3 separate regions of the Mus musculus genome follow, and all the other regions are linked to region 2. The links are chromatin contacts, called in public Hi-C and HiChIP or PLAC-seq maps. All regions are on one chromosome and are shown on one strand. Each heading gives the region's core, a stretch centred on a gene start, on an enhancer-like site or on the middle of the called end of the contact. The rest is flanking DNA. Distances are from core to core; before and after follow the strand shown. Region 1 holds the start of Tppp3 (tubulin polymerization-promoting protein family member 3). Region 2 holds the start of Prmt7 (protein arginine N-methyltransferase 7). Region 3 holds the start of Ripor1 (RHO family interacting cell polarization regulator 1).

Region 1 (4,404 bases), core at 285-2,784, 740 kb before region 2:
GCACTGAGCCCTGGCCCTCCACACCCTCTGCCTCGTACCCACTAACCATACCCACAGCCTTGCACCGAGGCTTCCTCCACCCACACCCAAAGCCTTGAATTTGACCCTTTTTCCTTTTCCATCCCCACACAGACATTAAGACCCCTGCAATGAAACTCCTCCCCAGCATGCCCACAGCCCTGCAGTCAAGTGCATGTCCTACTACAGACCCCTGACCACACCCTCCTCAGAGCTCCATTGCAGATCTCTGACCACACCCTCAGCCCCACCCTGAAAGTCCCTCTCCAAATCAAACCCTGTGTACACTGCATCCATTTTGCATCCTTTTAACTCACATCCTGAAGACCCCAACCACAGTCACTAGCTGGACTCTGCACCCTTACAAAGGCCCCCTGGCCATACCCTTGGAGCATTCCCGTTCATCCATATAGCTACAGCTTCTGACACAGCCCTGCCTTGAAATCTCCCAGTCTATGCAGTAACACTTCCATACTTCCATGCAAAGCATTGAACACCCACCACCACACACGCGCAGAGTTCCCTGACCACACCCTCAGCACTCTCTCTTTACTCATATGCTAAAGCTATTGACACAGACCTGACCTAAAGCCCCTCAGAGTCTAACCAGCACTGGCATCGCCAGGCATCATGTTAAGACATACCACCATCACCACACCCACTGCAGCCTCCTGTTCTCAGCCACCATCTTTACCTTGCCTCTTAGGGGAAAAAAAAAAAAGTGTCCAATGACCACAACCTGGCCCCCGAACAACTTCCTCTTCTTCCATTACTAGTTGGTCCACACTGAAAGGCCTTTTCTGGTGACCACACCTACTCATCCATAAGTTGCAATTTTTAAGACTCAGAAACCCAGAGATTGCACTCTGCAGGGACCTCTGTGGGTCTGTAAATGGGGTCCGCCACACCCTTTGCCTCTCCCAAAGATGTCAACCCGCCCGGGGACCCAAAGCCCTGTACTTGAACACCACAGGTAAATGTGTCCAGGGGAGTTTGGGGTGCTACATGATGCTCTTCTCAAGGAAATGGGAGGATCCTGAGGCTACTGCTCACTCCTGTCTATGGGAAGATGAATTTGGGGGCTGTTGATGTGGAACAGAATCACAGCAGCTGCTCTGGGGTCCTCAGACCCTGGGCACAGTGTTCATGCCTCTGAACTGAATCCGCTCGTCAGCTCCTGCTGGGACAGCTGCAGTCATCAATCAGCCTGGCAAGAAGGTGGGGGCAGGAGTGTGTGTGGAACCCTTGGGGCCAGGGCCGGGGTGTTCAGCTGATAGGCTCAGCTCAGTACCATCTGAGGTTGGTTCAGGCTGCTCCCACCCACCCCTCCTTTTGGGGGATACGAATTAGGGTGGTCGATGTTCAGTCTCCTACCGGCTTCTACCGCTTGGCTGCTCCTGAGCGTGCCTTCGGACAGGACCCAGGAACTGATGCTGGAGACCAGGAGGCTCCACAGCTCCGCTCCCTGCCGGCTCCCGGGCGGGACTGCAGCCCGGGCGGCTCCGTAGTATTATCCCCTGTTTCTCGGTCACCATAGAGACAGTGAGTCCCACCCCCTAGGCTGTCTCGGCGGGAGAGTGACCAAGGTCACGCTAGCTCCTCCCACCAGACCCCGCCCTATGTGCTCTGTGGGCGCTGGGCCCGCAGAATTGCAGCGACAGCCTTATCCTGCTCCTCCCCTTCAACCGCGGTCCTCAAGCGGTCAGAGCTGCCCTCTGCAGTCCTGGATGTCCTAAGATAGGAACTCCCATGGCCAATGGGAAAACAGCCCCCCCCCAAATTCCATTGTCCCCAACCCTCAAGGGACTGCTGAAAGAATCCACCTGAGATTGTCTAGGAGCTGAACTGAAGAAGGGGATCCCGCCCCTCATTGACAAGGATCTACAGCTGGCTCCAAGACCACAGCTGCCGCTAACCCTGTGGCATTCACTCATTCCTAGGTTCTCAGCAGGCCACATTCTGAAGCACTAGAAGACTGAGACAATCAGTGGATCACGCATTCTTACCCACCCCACCCCCCCAAATGCTGGGTACTTTTGTGGCAGCAATTCCTAAATTTCGGAGAATGGCTGCCTCCTCCCATTCTCGTCTCCCCGCCTCACAGCTTCTTGTTCCAATGCGCCTCCCTAGCCTGCTTCCTCTTCAGTTTCCAACTGCAAATACTAAATAAAAAACTAAATAAAAATACTAAATATTAATTGATTAATTAATTAATTAATAAACCTTGCTGGGTGGGTGTGGTAGCACAAGCCTGCAATCTGGGGATTCGGGAGACTGAAGCAGTAGATTCAAATTTTCGAGGCTACCCTGGGAAATGGGAGAAGGGACAGAGGAGAGTGGTAGTTCTTGAACAAGACCCCATGTTTTTGATTCCCAACACTTAAAAGAAAAACCCTGTCCAGAGACCTTTCCTAACCCGCCCCTCTTTCTCTGCCCCAAGCTAGCAATGGTGGTCCTGCTTCTGTGAGATCCATGGATTTTTCCACTATGAAAATAAGCATTAAGTCCGCAAAAGCATTAAAAAAAAAAAAAAGTTTATTGGGGCATCAGGGCTGGTGGAGCGGATATTGCTGAGTCTTGGGTAAGGAAGGCCGATCCTGTCGACCTTGAGGTCCCTAAAGTGCACTCGTTACGCGAATGTGGGGTGTTGCATAGAGTCAAGGCCCTCCTGCCTCTAGTCCTTAGCCTTAGTGGGCTAAGGCAGGCCGTCGCCGCCTCCAGGTGTTCCGGGCTCGCCACTGCTCGGGCTCACAAAAACAGCAGGCGAACGTGCCTGTAGAGCCAGCCCAGACTCTCGACCCCTGGCTCCTGGGGCACCCAGTGCGGCACTGCCCAGGCGCGTCTGGGCCACTGGAATCTCTTCCATGGACTCAGCTGATGCCGAGTAGTAGGCGCCTGCAGAGCCACCAGCATGCACTGGGCTGGCACTGGTGGAATCAGATGAAGAGCTGGAGCGGCGGCTAGGAGTCCCAGTCTCTGCGCACAGAGGGGGACTTAGATTGAGATAAGGGCTGCAGCTAGGGCTTTAAAACCTTTCCCTCCCACGAACTAATCCAATAGGATCCAAGCAGAGAGCGGCGCTCACCCCGTAACCTGGGCAGTGGGAGCTCTCGGTCCAAGACCCCAGACCTGGGCAATCTATACACTCGCCGCTTCCTCTTTTTCTGTAAAGACAGAGGGAAGTGTGGGCTGCTTCTCCAGACCCCACTTTGCCGAAAGCAGCAGAGGCGCTCATCAGAGTGCAGGCTTCTTTTCCATGTCCCTCTTCTTGGGCAGAGGTCCAAACCCAGTCCCTCCTACCTGGGGTTGGATCCGTGGAGGCAGAGCCAGTGTGTCTGAGGAGGAGGGTAGTGGTGGTTCCACTTGGCCTTGGGTGGCAAGAAACTGGGAAGGACTGAGGTAAAAGCCAGAGAGCAAACTCTAGATGCTGCCCCGGAGTCCCTCCTGCTAGAGGTTCCCTTCCTAGCAGGACAGAGACTAATCCATCCAAGACTGTGCTGAGCTGGTCCCAGACCCATGTTTTGACCCTGGCCTACCCTTTCTCCCACCTCCGATGGGAACAGCCAGGTGACACTTACTTGGCATTTAATGCTGCTGTCCTAGCCTGGCCAGAGGGCTCTGGACGCACATGGCTGAAGGTCCTCATGTAGAACTCCATCTCCTTGGGAGAGAGGGGTCAGGAAGGCTAAGAGACTATGTGTAGATCCAGAGGCTCTTCAGCCCCGAGCACACCTTGTTACTGCCCTCTCTGATAGCTGAGTGGTCTCATGTCCCAGAGGTTAGGGGTGGCTTCCTGGTTCTCAGATGTGCTGGGAGAGCCCTTCCAAGGCAAGGCTTCACACACGCATTTCTAAATCCTACCTCATCACAAGGACTTGCTTTATCTAGTCAAGCTGCAGCTATTCTACCAGGGGGAAGCTGCAGGCCCTTACGCCCAGTATGCCTAGACTGTAGCTTAACCAAGAGGTTCACAGGGACGAGACAACCGTGTTGCCCTCACCTGCCCGACTCCTCTTAGGGCTCCAGCCACTGAACTAACTTGTTCAGGGGCCAGGAAACCACAAAGCTATTCACAGGCCAGCTTGTGCGCTCCAGGCTGTGAACACCCCCCCTTGTGGAGGGGGGTCTGCAGCATATTGCGTGCACCTCAGTGTACCAGCCATAGTTTTTTGGCTGCTGGGAAGGAGAATCTGAGTACAGTCATTGTTATGTGTATTCCCCAAAAGGAAAGAGTACAGGTGACGGAACAGTGCTGCAGCCCAGAACCGTGAAGGAGTGATGACAGCAGAAGGAACCCCAAGCAAAAGGGCTGGGAGTGGCTAGGCTGGCAGTGCATGCCAGATGTCCCCAGATTTGCTAGAGAGAACTGTAGGTGAAGAAATAAAA
Region 2 (4,853 bases), core at 2,061-4,560:
ATCCTAGATCTGTTTCCACACAATAATGTAAAGCTTAGTTGCCTGTAACCTATGGAATGCAGAGCCCACAGCTTTACCTTGCCTTCTTTCTTTCACAGCTGTTTTATCTCTACACTAGCTGTTCTCAACCCCATTGGTTGTAACCCCTTTGGGGGGAGGGGTGTTGCATATCATTATCCTGCATATCAGATATTTACATTATTATTCATAACAGTAGCAAAATTCCAGTTATGAAGTAGCAAAATAATTCATGGCTGAGCATCACCATAAGAGGAACTGTGTTTAAGGGTCACAGCATTAGGAAGGTTCAGAGCTATTACTCTTTGGGTTTTATTTTGTTTGTTTGTTTTTTTCGAGACAGGGTTTCTCTGTGTAGCCCTGGCTGTCCTGGAACTCACTCTGTAGACCAGGCTGGCCTCGAACTCAGAAATCTGCCTGCCTCTGCCTCCCAAGTGCTGGGATTAAAGGCGTGCGCCACCACCGCCCGGCCTGGTGCAAGCTTTTTTTTTTTTTTTTTTTTTTTAAGATTTATTTATTTATTATATGTAAGTACACTGTAGCTGTCTTCAGACACACCAGAAGAGGGAGTCAGATCTCATTACGGATGGTTGTGAGCCACCATGTGGTTGCTGGGATTTGAACTCAGGACCTTTGGAAGAACAATCGGGTGCTCTTACCTGCTGAGCCATCTCACCAGCCCCCCTGGTGCAAGCTTTTAATCTCAGTACTTTAGGCAGCAGGCAGATCTCTGTTGAGTTCAACGCCAGCCTGGTCTACATAGTCTCAAGAAAAAAAAAAAATCAGGCATAACAACAACAAAAAAAAAAAACCAAATACAGGCATAGAAATAAATGCCAGGTAACACAGCTAAAGCCTCCTCACCCATACTTCTATAAGCAACCTCAAGTAAATTAATGGGAACACACACACTCAAAGAGCATAGCAATAAAAGAAAAAGAATCAGGGTTCATTAAGAAAGTTTCAACAGGGGGGCAAGCGAAATGGCTCAGTGGGTAAGAGCACTGACTGCTCTTCTTGAAGGTCCTAAGTTCAAATCCCAGCAACCACATGGTGGCTCACAATTACCTGTAATGAGATCTGATGCCCTCTTCTGGCCCATCTGAAGACAGCTACAGTGTACTTATGTATAATAATAAATAAATCTTTGGGCCGGAGCTGGGCTGACCGAAGCAAGTGGGCTGAATGGAGTGAGCAGGGTTGAGTGATCAGAAGTCCTAAAATTCAATTCCCAACAACCACATGAAGGCTCTGGTTTTCCCATTAGAAAAGGTAGAGACAGCCGCCTTTAATCCCAGCACTCAGGAGGCAGAGGCAGGCGGATTTCTGACTTTGAGGCCAGCCTGGTCTACAGAGTGAGCTCCATCTGTACAGCTACAGTGTACTTACATACATAAAATAAATAAGGCTTTTTTTTTTAAAGGTTCAACAGGAGTGAGTATAGACATACAAAATCTAATAAAAACTATTACTTTGAATAGCCAATGCTTGCTAATAAAAACTTTCTGAAAAAAAAAACAAAATGGCGATAAAAGTATCTAATTCATAGTATTTGTGAAGATTAAGAAAAGGAAAATACCACATTAGGAATCTAGCTCAGAGGAAGAACACTTGCCGCAAGTTCCCTTTGTAGTGACAAGTCTGGAATTTTGGTTTCTTTAAAGAACACAGAAACAGTTTATTTTTTTTTTTGTTTTAATCCCAGGTGTGGGGATGTGGGGCTGCTTTGAGCTGTCTAAAGCAGCTGACTATGATTTGCCTCATGCCCTAGCAGAAGTGGTTTTTGTCAGCTGTAGATAGTTTCTGTGACATTTGGAATTCTGGGAACTTCTCAGAGGGTATATATAAATGCTAGAGCCCCGTCTTCAGGGAGGTTGGAGGCAAATTGTTAGTAGTCTGACCATACACTGCACCAAAACCTCCAAAATTGTGAGCTAAAACTCCTTCCATATTTACCTCATTTTTCGTAGCAATGACAGTTTAACATCATCTCTAAATACTGTATATCTTTTAAATAGCCAAATCCACTTTCAAAAGGCCTACATCAATTCTGTTTATTTATTTTGATACACGTTCTCACTGTGTAGCTCTGCCTGGCCTTGAAAGAAGAGATCTATTGATCCATGCCTCTTGAGTATTAAAGGCCTGATCAATCACACACAAAGTTTTTGTTTTTTGCTTTTTGTTTTTTTTTTTTTTGGAGACAAGGTCTCACTATGTAGTCCTTTTTGGGCTGGAACTCAGAGATCCACATGGTACTGCCTCCCAAATGCTGGGAGGGAAGGTGTGTATTACGACACAAGCAAAAGAGAAAGAAAGAAAACCAATCCTAAGGGGCGTGGGTTGCACATGCTTACTTATAATCCCAGCACTGGAGCGACGGAGGCAGAACTGCTGTGTGTCAGAGGTCTGCTTGGGCTCCATAGCCCGTACTATGTCAACCAGAGCTACACAGCAAAACTATCTCAACAGAACAAAAACAACAACAGAAATCAGGTAAAATGAGGTCAACTCTTAGAGATGGATCATCCATTCTTAAGCTTACAGTGTGTATGCTCTTCATTACTGCCTTTGGGAGCAGAGCAGACATATACAGTACTCACTTTGCGGCAGTCGGTGGCAGCAGCCTCTGGGTTTTCCTCCTCGTGGACCAGGTCCAACAACTGGAAGCCCGCATCCCCGACAGCTTCTGACCCACACTGAGGCTCCAAACTGTTCGAGGTTCCCGAGGATCGGTGGCTGGAGACCACCCTGTAGCGGCCCTCTTTACGGACCTCGCGCACCGAGGCACGAAGATCGCGGCGGATACGCAGCTGGCTGCTCCGGGACGGGCGCAAGGCAGCCCGCACAAGCTGCTGGATTGGCTCCTCCTGAGGGGCGTCGGGAAAAGAGATGACTGCGACACGGGCAGCGTTCAAAGATCGCTCCCACAAAGAGTCCATTCACCCTTCTCATACCTGGGATCGCACGGTGGCAACCAACTGGAAGACATTTCTCTCCGCCGCCGCCGCCTCCTGGCCCTCTGGCGTCTCCCGAGCCGCCGACTCGACCTCGCTGCTCCGGGGGCGTTTACAGGCCAGCACGAGCGCCTCGGCGGGCTCCGCGTTGCGCTTCCGCTTCACGCGCAACACCGCAGTCCTGCCGGCCTCCATAGCGGCGATCGCGGAGTACTGTGGGAAGGCGCGGGGCGCGACGGGATGTCCATCCAGTTCAGCGGGCGGGGCCTCACGGAACGTCACGCTACGCCTCGACGCCCCACCCACAGTGGGAGAGGCAAAATGGCCGCGGGAGTGGCGGCGAGTGGATCGCTTCCCACAGCGGGTGAGCTGTTGGGCTTGCTGGGGAGGTTGGGCCGTGGCTGGGCCTGGGTGCAGTCGGTCTTCCGGCCTCATTTTTAGGGCTCTGGCGTTGGGGATATTTGGGTTTCCGGTGTACTTATCTTCCGGGCTGCTCCAGAGTCCACGTGGAGTGGTTCAAGCACCCTGAGCAGGTCTGCCGCAGCGGTCCGCGTGGGTGACTGTCCTTTCTCAGACTGTCGCCGGGCGCAGGACTTGTGTCAGAAGCCTCGCCCCAGTCACTCACACCGGGCGGGACCTCAGTTGTATGCAGCGCCCCTAACCCAGCCGGGAACGGTTCGGTCCCGGGACCGTTCGGGCGGTTTTGCTTCGGGATGGCTTTCTCAGTTCGTATTCTGAGCAGTTTGGGAACCATTCAGTTCACGACACTCACCCGGAGAAGCGCCAGACGTTTGTGTGCCCGAGGTGGACATGCTTTTGATTAAAACACTGGAGTGGCCCTCAGTGCATTTTTAAGTGTGTTCTTAGTGAAACCCTAGCGACATCACAGATAAGCAAGTGTCCTTAATCTGTTGCGGAATAACCACTTCTGCGCTTTTACTGTATAATGTTAGCTCATTGCTCGGCTTACCCTGCCTTCTCACTTGCCTTCACTTGAAGGCTGGACCCCGATGGACTTGTGGGGCCTTTTTAATTATGTAGGAATTTCTGAAAAGTGGCGAAACTTCCAAACAGCCCTATATATTTACTGTAGGCCCCCCCTCACCCCCAAATTTTTCTTCAGACAGGAATCTCATTGTGCAGCCCTGACAGGCATGGAACTCATAGAGATGGTCCTGCCTCTGCTTTTCTAGTGCTAGAATCAAAGACATGCAACGACACGTTGTTCTGTTTTGTTCTTGTTTTATGACAAGGTCTCACAGCATTGCCCAGGATGGCATCAAACTTTAGATCCTTCTGCCTCAGTTTCCTACGTGCTGAGATTTTAGACATGAGCTACCACAACTGGCTTTTATTATAGTTTTTGATGGTATATCCTATATAAAAAATGAAAATTACTCTTGTCAGAAATATCAAAATACTGGTTAATTTTCTTTTGAGATGGGCTGTCACTATGTAGTTCTTGCTGGCCTAGAACTTACTATGAAGACCATGTTGACTTTGAACTTACACAGAGATCTGCCTGTCTCTGCCTTCCAGACCTGAGATTGAAGGTCGATGTTATCATTAATAAAGAATTGTAAGTAACTTTGACATTTTTGTCTGTTTCTTTATTTTTTTTTTCTCTTTGTTTTCTTGTCCTTTCTCTCCATCCTAGGCATTATAATTGATTAGGTTTCTGATATCAAGATATCTTCCTAAGAAGTAAATTAACAAGCCTCACGTTTCTGTGCAAACACTGAGGAGCCAGTTGGCACCATGAAGGTCTTCTGTGGCCGTGCCAATCCTACCACGGGATCCCTGGAGTGGCTGGAGGAGGATGAACACTATGATTACCACCAGGAGATTGCCAGGTACCCAGGGCTGCTGCTCAGCTGG
Region 3 (4,902 bases), core at 1,430-3,929, 610 kb before region 2:
GATCTGCCTGCCTTTGCTGCTTCTTCTTTTTTTTTTTTTTTTTTTTTTTTTTTTTTCTCGAGACAGGGTTTCTCTGTGTAGCCCTGGCTGTCCTGGAACTCACTTTGTAGACCAGGCTGGCCTTGATCTCAGAAATCTGCCTGCCTCTGCCTCCCAAGTGCCCGGCCTGCCTTTGCTTCTTAAATGCTGGGATTAAAGGTATGTGCTACAGTGCCTGGCAAAACTTTTTCTTTCTTCTTCTTCTTCTTCTTTTTTTTTTTTTTTTTTTTTTTTTTCATAATGTGAGGATGTTCAGGCTGAAATTAAGCTCTTAGCAGTAGGGTGATTTTTACCCAGCAGTCCTTGGGCCATGGGTTCTATTCAAAGTACTATAGACCGGAAGGGTTTCTTGAAGTAGAATTATATGATGTCAGTCTTTGAAAGCTGAACATGTTTCTCAGAAAGTGTCTTGATTAGCCAAGTGGTGGTGGCACAGGGACAGCTCTAAGCCATTGCCACTCTAGCAACCAGCACATTTCCCAACTCTTGGTGCTCAGGAATATTCACTGGTGAATGGATGGATGACAGAGCATTGGTAATGTGGGAGAGAAGAGGAGATAATGCATTTTAAAGATGTCAAGTGTGCACAGCCTGGAGGACTAGGAACCAGGTACAGTGGCATACAACCTCAATCCTAGCACGTAGCAGGCAGAAGTAGGAATAGTGTGAGTTTGGGATTAGCCTGGTCTCATAGCAAGGCCCCGTCTCTGTGGACCAAAGACAGACAGTGTAGCTCAGTAGGAGAGCACTTGCTCCTGGATTTGATTCCCAGAAGAGTCAAGAAAAGAATGGAAGTTTGGGGTGGGGCAAGAAGAGAGGGGAGGGAGGGTTGACAGAGCAGGTTACTGATACTGGCTCGTTCACTCTTTCATTCAACAAATTGTCCTTCAAAACTCCCACTAGGAGCCAGGACAGTGTTGATCTCTGCACTAAAATGCTTAGATACCACAGTCAGATTCCTTAACTCACGCACAGGGCCCCTCCCTACATGCAGGTGGCTTGCTTGCTACCTGGTCCTGATTCAAGGTCTGAGAGGAGTTGGTCAGAAACTTGACCGAGAAAAAAAGAGAAGAGGTCATCTGCCGAAAAAGTACTTGAAGAATCTTTTGCTGAAGGGGGAAGCTTTAGAGCTAGCCAGAGGTCCAGGGACGACAAGTTTTGAGAGTTCTGGGGAGGGGGGTCTGGAGAGATGGCTCCGCAGTTCAAAACATTGGCTGTTTTTTCCAGAGAACCTGGATTCAATTCCCAGCACCCACAGGCCAATCACTCACAATTGTAATTCCAGTACCAGGGGATCTGACATCCTCACACAGATATACATGCAGGCAAAACACCAATGCACATAAAATAAAACTAAATAAATTAAATAAAAAATAAAAAAAAAGAGCCCGGCAGTGGTGGCGCATGCCTTTAATCCCAGCACTTGGGAGGCAGAGGCAGGTAGATCTCTGGGTGATCTCTGGGTGTTTGAGGCCAGCCTGCTCTACAGAGAGAGTTCCAGAACAGCCAGGGCTACATAGTGTTAGACCCTGTGTTTAAAAGAAAAAAAAATCCTGGGAAAGGGATGGGGGCATTCACAAGGGCATCCAGGGCTCTGGAACAAGCAAGTGTTCTGGGGGAAAAGCCTGGAGGGTTGAGAAAGAGGCTGAGGGTGTCTCTGGAAAGAGCCTAGGGGGATGAAGATGTTGGTATTCCAGAATCCTACCATATCGGGTTGTTGAGACCTACGCTCAGGATCAGTGTCAGGCTCAGAAATTCAGGCACCTCTTAAAATCCATCAGACCACCCCTGAGTATGCCTGACCTACCTCAAAAGATGAGATGTTGCAGGAAACAGGAACGCCAAGAGGTGGAGGATAGGGACAGGGGGTTGGAGAGAGCTAATAGCATCTGGTTAATAATGGGAGGGGTAGGGGATTGGAGTCAGCTTGTTGGTCAGGCCAGCTCTCTGTTACACCATAACTCATTTTTGCCTTTGACCCCCATGGCCAATGTATGTTCCCAGTACGCATACCCAGACCTTACCAGGTTAGTCACTTATATCCCAGAAACAAAATCTGTAACTCCCCAGAAAGCAGTACCCGCTGAGTGGTTACACGCTTGCCTGGCCTAGCTATGAGCCCTATTTATAAGGAAGACGTTGTCGAAAAGGCTCTCTGATCCTACAGCGGGAAACTGAGGCTGGCTGAAAAAGTGGGAAGGGATGAGGGGCAGAACTTCAACCCAGAAGGTGTGCGACGGTTAGGCCAGATTCTGGTTCCCTTATCTAAGCCTCTCCAGACCCTAAGCACTTCCTCCAACCACCCCAACTTTCCGTGTCAGCTCCAAGAACCTGTTTATGGTGACAGGAAGGGAGCCTGAGGTCTTTAGAGCTGCAGAGATCTGGGTAAGAGGCAAGTAGGAGGGGTTCCCTAGCGCCCCCTACCCCAGATTTAAGGTCTGCATGCAGTTCCCAGGAAGCTGTCCGGTTCCCGCAGACACCTTCGCTCTCCCTTCGCTCTCCCTTTCCACAAGCTGGTTGACACGGTAGGCAGACCACTCTGCCGGGTAACTCGCGAAGGCGGAGCGAGCTGTGGGCGCCCCTTCGGGGTGCGGGAGCCGGAGGGGAGCGCAGGAGGTGGGGCCCAGAGGGGCGGGGCGGGGCGGCGGAGAGGAGGGAGGGGCAGGCGCCGGCCGCGGCGACAGCGGCAGCTGCAGCGCGAGCAGGCCGGGCAACGCCGAGAGTACCGACAGCGCGAGGTCCTTGCAGCCCAGCGCAGCCATGTGAGTGTCCGCGCCGTTTCCTAAGGCCGTGGCGGGGAGAAGGGGCGAGCTGTGGATCCCGTGCGTCCTGCACCCGCGCCGCCCATCGGCTCCCGGACTTGCGACCGGGTCCCGCCTCACCCCGTTCTCGCGACCCGGATCGCGCCGTGTCTTTTCTCCCCACCCCCACCCCCACCCCGGGCACGGAGAACGCAGCTTCGCCCCACAAAAGCCGCCGCCTCCGGCTCTGCCGCGCCCGCCGCCTCCTCCCTTCCCTTCCGCGCCCAGGCCGCCACGGCAGTGCCCCGGGGCTCCACTGTGGGCAGGCCCGAGGGCGAGCCTGAGACGCCTTTCTGGGCCTGGGATTGGCTTTATCCTGGAGCCTGCGGTGCGGCAGAGGCTGATCTGGGAATGGGAACGGGGCGACAGGGTGCAGGAGACCCCCTAGATGAGCTAGCTAGTGTTCCTGGCCCTGGTCGACCTAAGCTGCTTTGGGGCCAGGCCCGAGGTGACTGAAGACTGAATTTGCCCGAGGCCACACTCTCCACCCAAACCGAAGCTGAAGCTGGAGAAGGTCGTTTTGGCGGCGGTCGACAGACCCTGTCCCTGGAAATGGAAGCTGCTATGGGGACTCAGCAAACAGTCAGAACTAAGCATCCTGTAGAACTGGTTTGGGGAAGGGGTTGTTCAACCAGGGCTAGAGCCCCGGCTATGTCAGCTTTTAGGACCCTCTGTCCTCCTATCTTAAGTTAAGTCTGAGTGTGACCTCTCTTACCGGCCCTTCCAAATCATTTCTGATGTGCGTGCAGGCTGGTCTCGTGTGTAAAATCTAATACAATAATAACGGTGTCCTGGCCACCGTCTATGTGGCTGCGTGCGTCTTGGACCTGCACATTCGACTGACATGCAGCCTTCTGAGAAGGTGTATGACCATCTGGCAGATGTAAATACTGGGCCAGAGAGGTTAGCAGCATTTTCAAGGTCACACAGCTGGGTTGGGAAGAAGCAAGAATTCACTATCCACCTCTCTAGTATTGACAGTGGGGGTTGGGAGCACTACAGCCGGACAAGGACTGCCAAGGCTCCCTCGTCTACCTCCCACACAGTCCTGGGCCCTGTGGGCAGCAGAGCGAGATGAGCAGTCCCTGGGCCTGGGTTTGGGTGGGAGGGAGGGGAGCGCACAAGGCGTTTGGACTAGGATCTGCCTAGGTGGAAAACCAGGCGAGGAGGGCGAGAGTGAGTCAGAGCGTTCCCAATCCGCCACCGCTGGGACTCGCGACCTAGCCAGACCTAGCCGGGGGAGGCTGTCCAGCTCCCAGAACGCGGCGGGACAGGGAATGTGACCAGCTGACCAGGGAGGAGGCTGGCAGGAAGTGAGGCCACTAAGTAGTCTCCACCCGGTTCCGGGGTGGGGTGGGGGTCTTAGGCCATAGCAGGCCCCCCTCCCCTTTTCAGTGGCAGTTCTGGTTGGCGGCTGCCAGATGACGTCAGCAACTAGGTTTGGGGCAGTTGCCATGGAGACAGGGACAGGCTTTTGCGCGCGACCCCCTTCTCCCTTGCAGCCACCCTTTTGCCTGGGTTATTTATAGCTTCTGTTTACCTCAGTCTACTGTAGCCCTACAGCTGAGTCGGGCTGGACCTAGAGACTCGTGGAGAGGCTGTAGCTAGTGTGGTGTGCGCTAGGTGAACAGTACTATTGGTCTTACTTTCCGCCCCATGCTGGTGGTTTTGTCCTGGCACACAGGAACGATCGGGAGGTCTATGGAAAGTGGGTTCGTGCAGGCAATTAAGATTCCATTCGCTGTCGAGCTGCACGCCTCATAACCTTTGGGACTTGATTCTTTATCGTTTCCAGAACTCACCTGAGTTGGCAGGAGCTGAGACTTCTCTTAGCAGCCAGCACCTACCAGTTGAGATAGTTCCTCTCCCTTAGCTCCAGGTAGGGGTGAGGATGGGGGGCGGGGGAGGCGGTGTTAGCCCTTTCTGTCCAACAGGGAAGGAGATTCTGCCTCTCCCAGAAGTGAGCAGTCAGATGTACGTTCTCTATGGCCATTTAATGGCAGTGGGGTGAGGTGGTGGTGGTTGGTGTCACTTGTCATGATTCCTGAATGTAGAGGTTAAA

Evidence for each region. Hi-C and Micro-C count contacts between places; a contact is called where the count stands out from the background. HiChIP or PLAC-seq counts read pairs in DNA pulled down with a chosen protein or histone mark.
Region 1: a contact with region 2 is called in an H3K4me3 HiChIP or PLAC-seq map of pro-B cells, with 7 times the contacts expected there. The contact joins the promoter of Tppp3 here to the promoter of Prmt7 in region 2. A contact is called at or near these places in 1 of 39 promoter capture datasets (pre-B cells) and 2 of 115 datasets of contacts at active chromatin or transcription factors (large pre-B cells and pro-B cells).
Region 3: a Hi-C map of cardiomyocytes shows a contact between it and region 2, with 3 times the contacts expected there. The contact joins the promoter of Ripor1 here to the promoter of Prmt7 in region 2. A contact is called at or near these places in 1 of 39 promoter capture datasets (pre-B cells), 1 of 484 Hi-C or Micro-C datasets (cardiomyocytes), 4 of 115 datasets of contacts at active chromatin or transcription factors (embryonic stem cells, large pre-B cells, microglia and 1 more) and 2 of 9 other capture datasets (adipose tissue and liver).

Annotation. Positions count from the first base shown.
Region 1 is chr8:105,469,888-105,474,291 of GRCm38.p6, forward strand. Tppp3 (tubulin polymerization-promoting protein family member 3) reads right to left here and starts at 1,535. Exons shown (of 4, transcript NM_026481.3): 1 at 1,393-1,535. It overlaps Zdhhc1 (zinc finger, DHHC domain containing 1), which reads right to left. Exons shown (of 14, transcript NM_175160.5): 11 at 3,597-3,679; 12 at 3,319-3,412; 13 at 3,104-3,182; 14 at 2,536-2,994. The coding sequence ends at 2,714.
Region 2 is chr8:106,207,744-106,212,596 of GRCm38.p6, forward strand. Prmt7 (protein arginine N-methyltransferase 7) reads left to right here and starts at 3,311. Exons shown (of 18, transcript NM_145404.1): 1 at 3,311-3,339; 2 at 4,633-4,828. The coding sequence starts at 4,734. It overlaps Slc7a6os (solute carrier family 7, member 6 opposite strand), which reads right to left and starts at 3,190. Exons shown (of 5, transcript NM_001007567.2): 1 at 2,976-3,190; 2 at 2,622-2,888. The coding sequence starts at 3,170.
Region 3 is chr8:105,602,550-105,607,451 of GRCm38.p6, forward strand. It overlaps Ripor1 (RHO family interacting cell polarization regulator 1), which reads left to right and starts at 2,680. Exons shown (of 22, transcript NM_001081241.2): 1 at 2,680-2,801.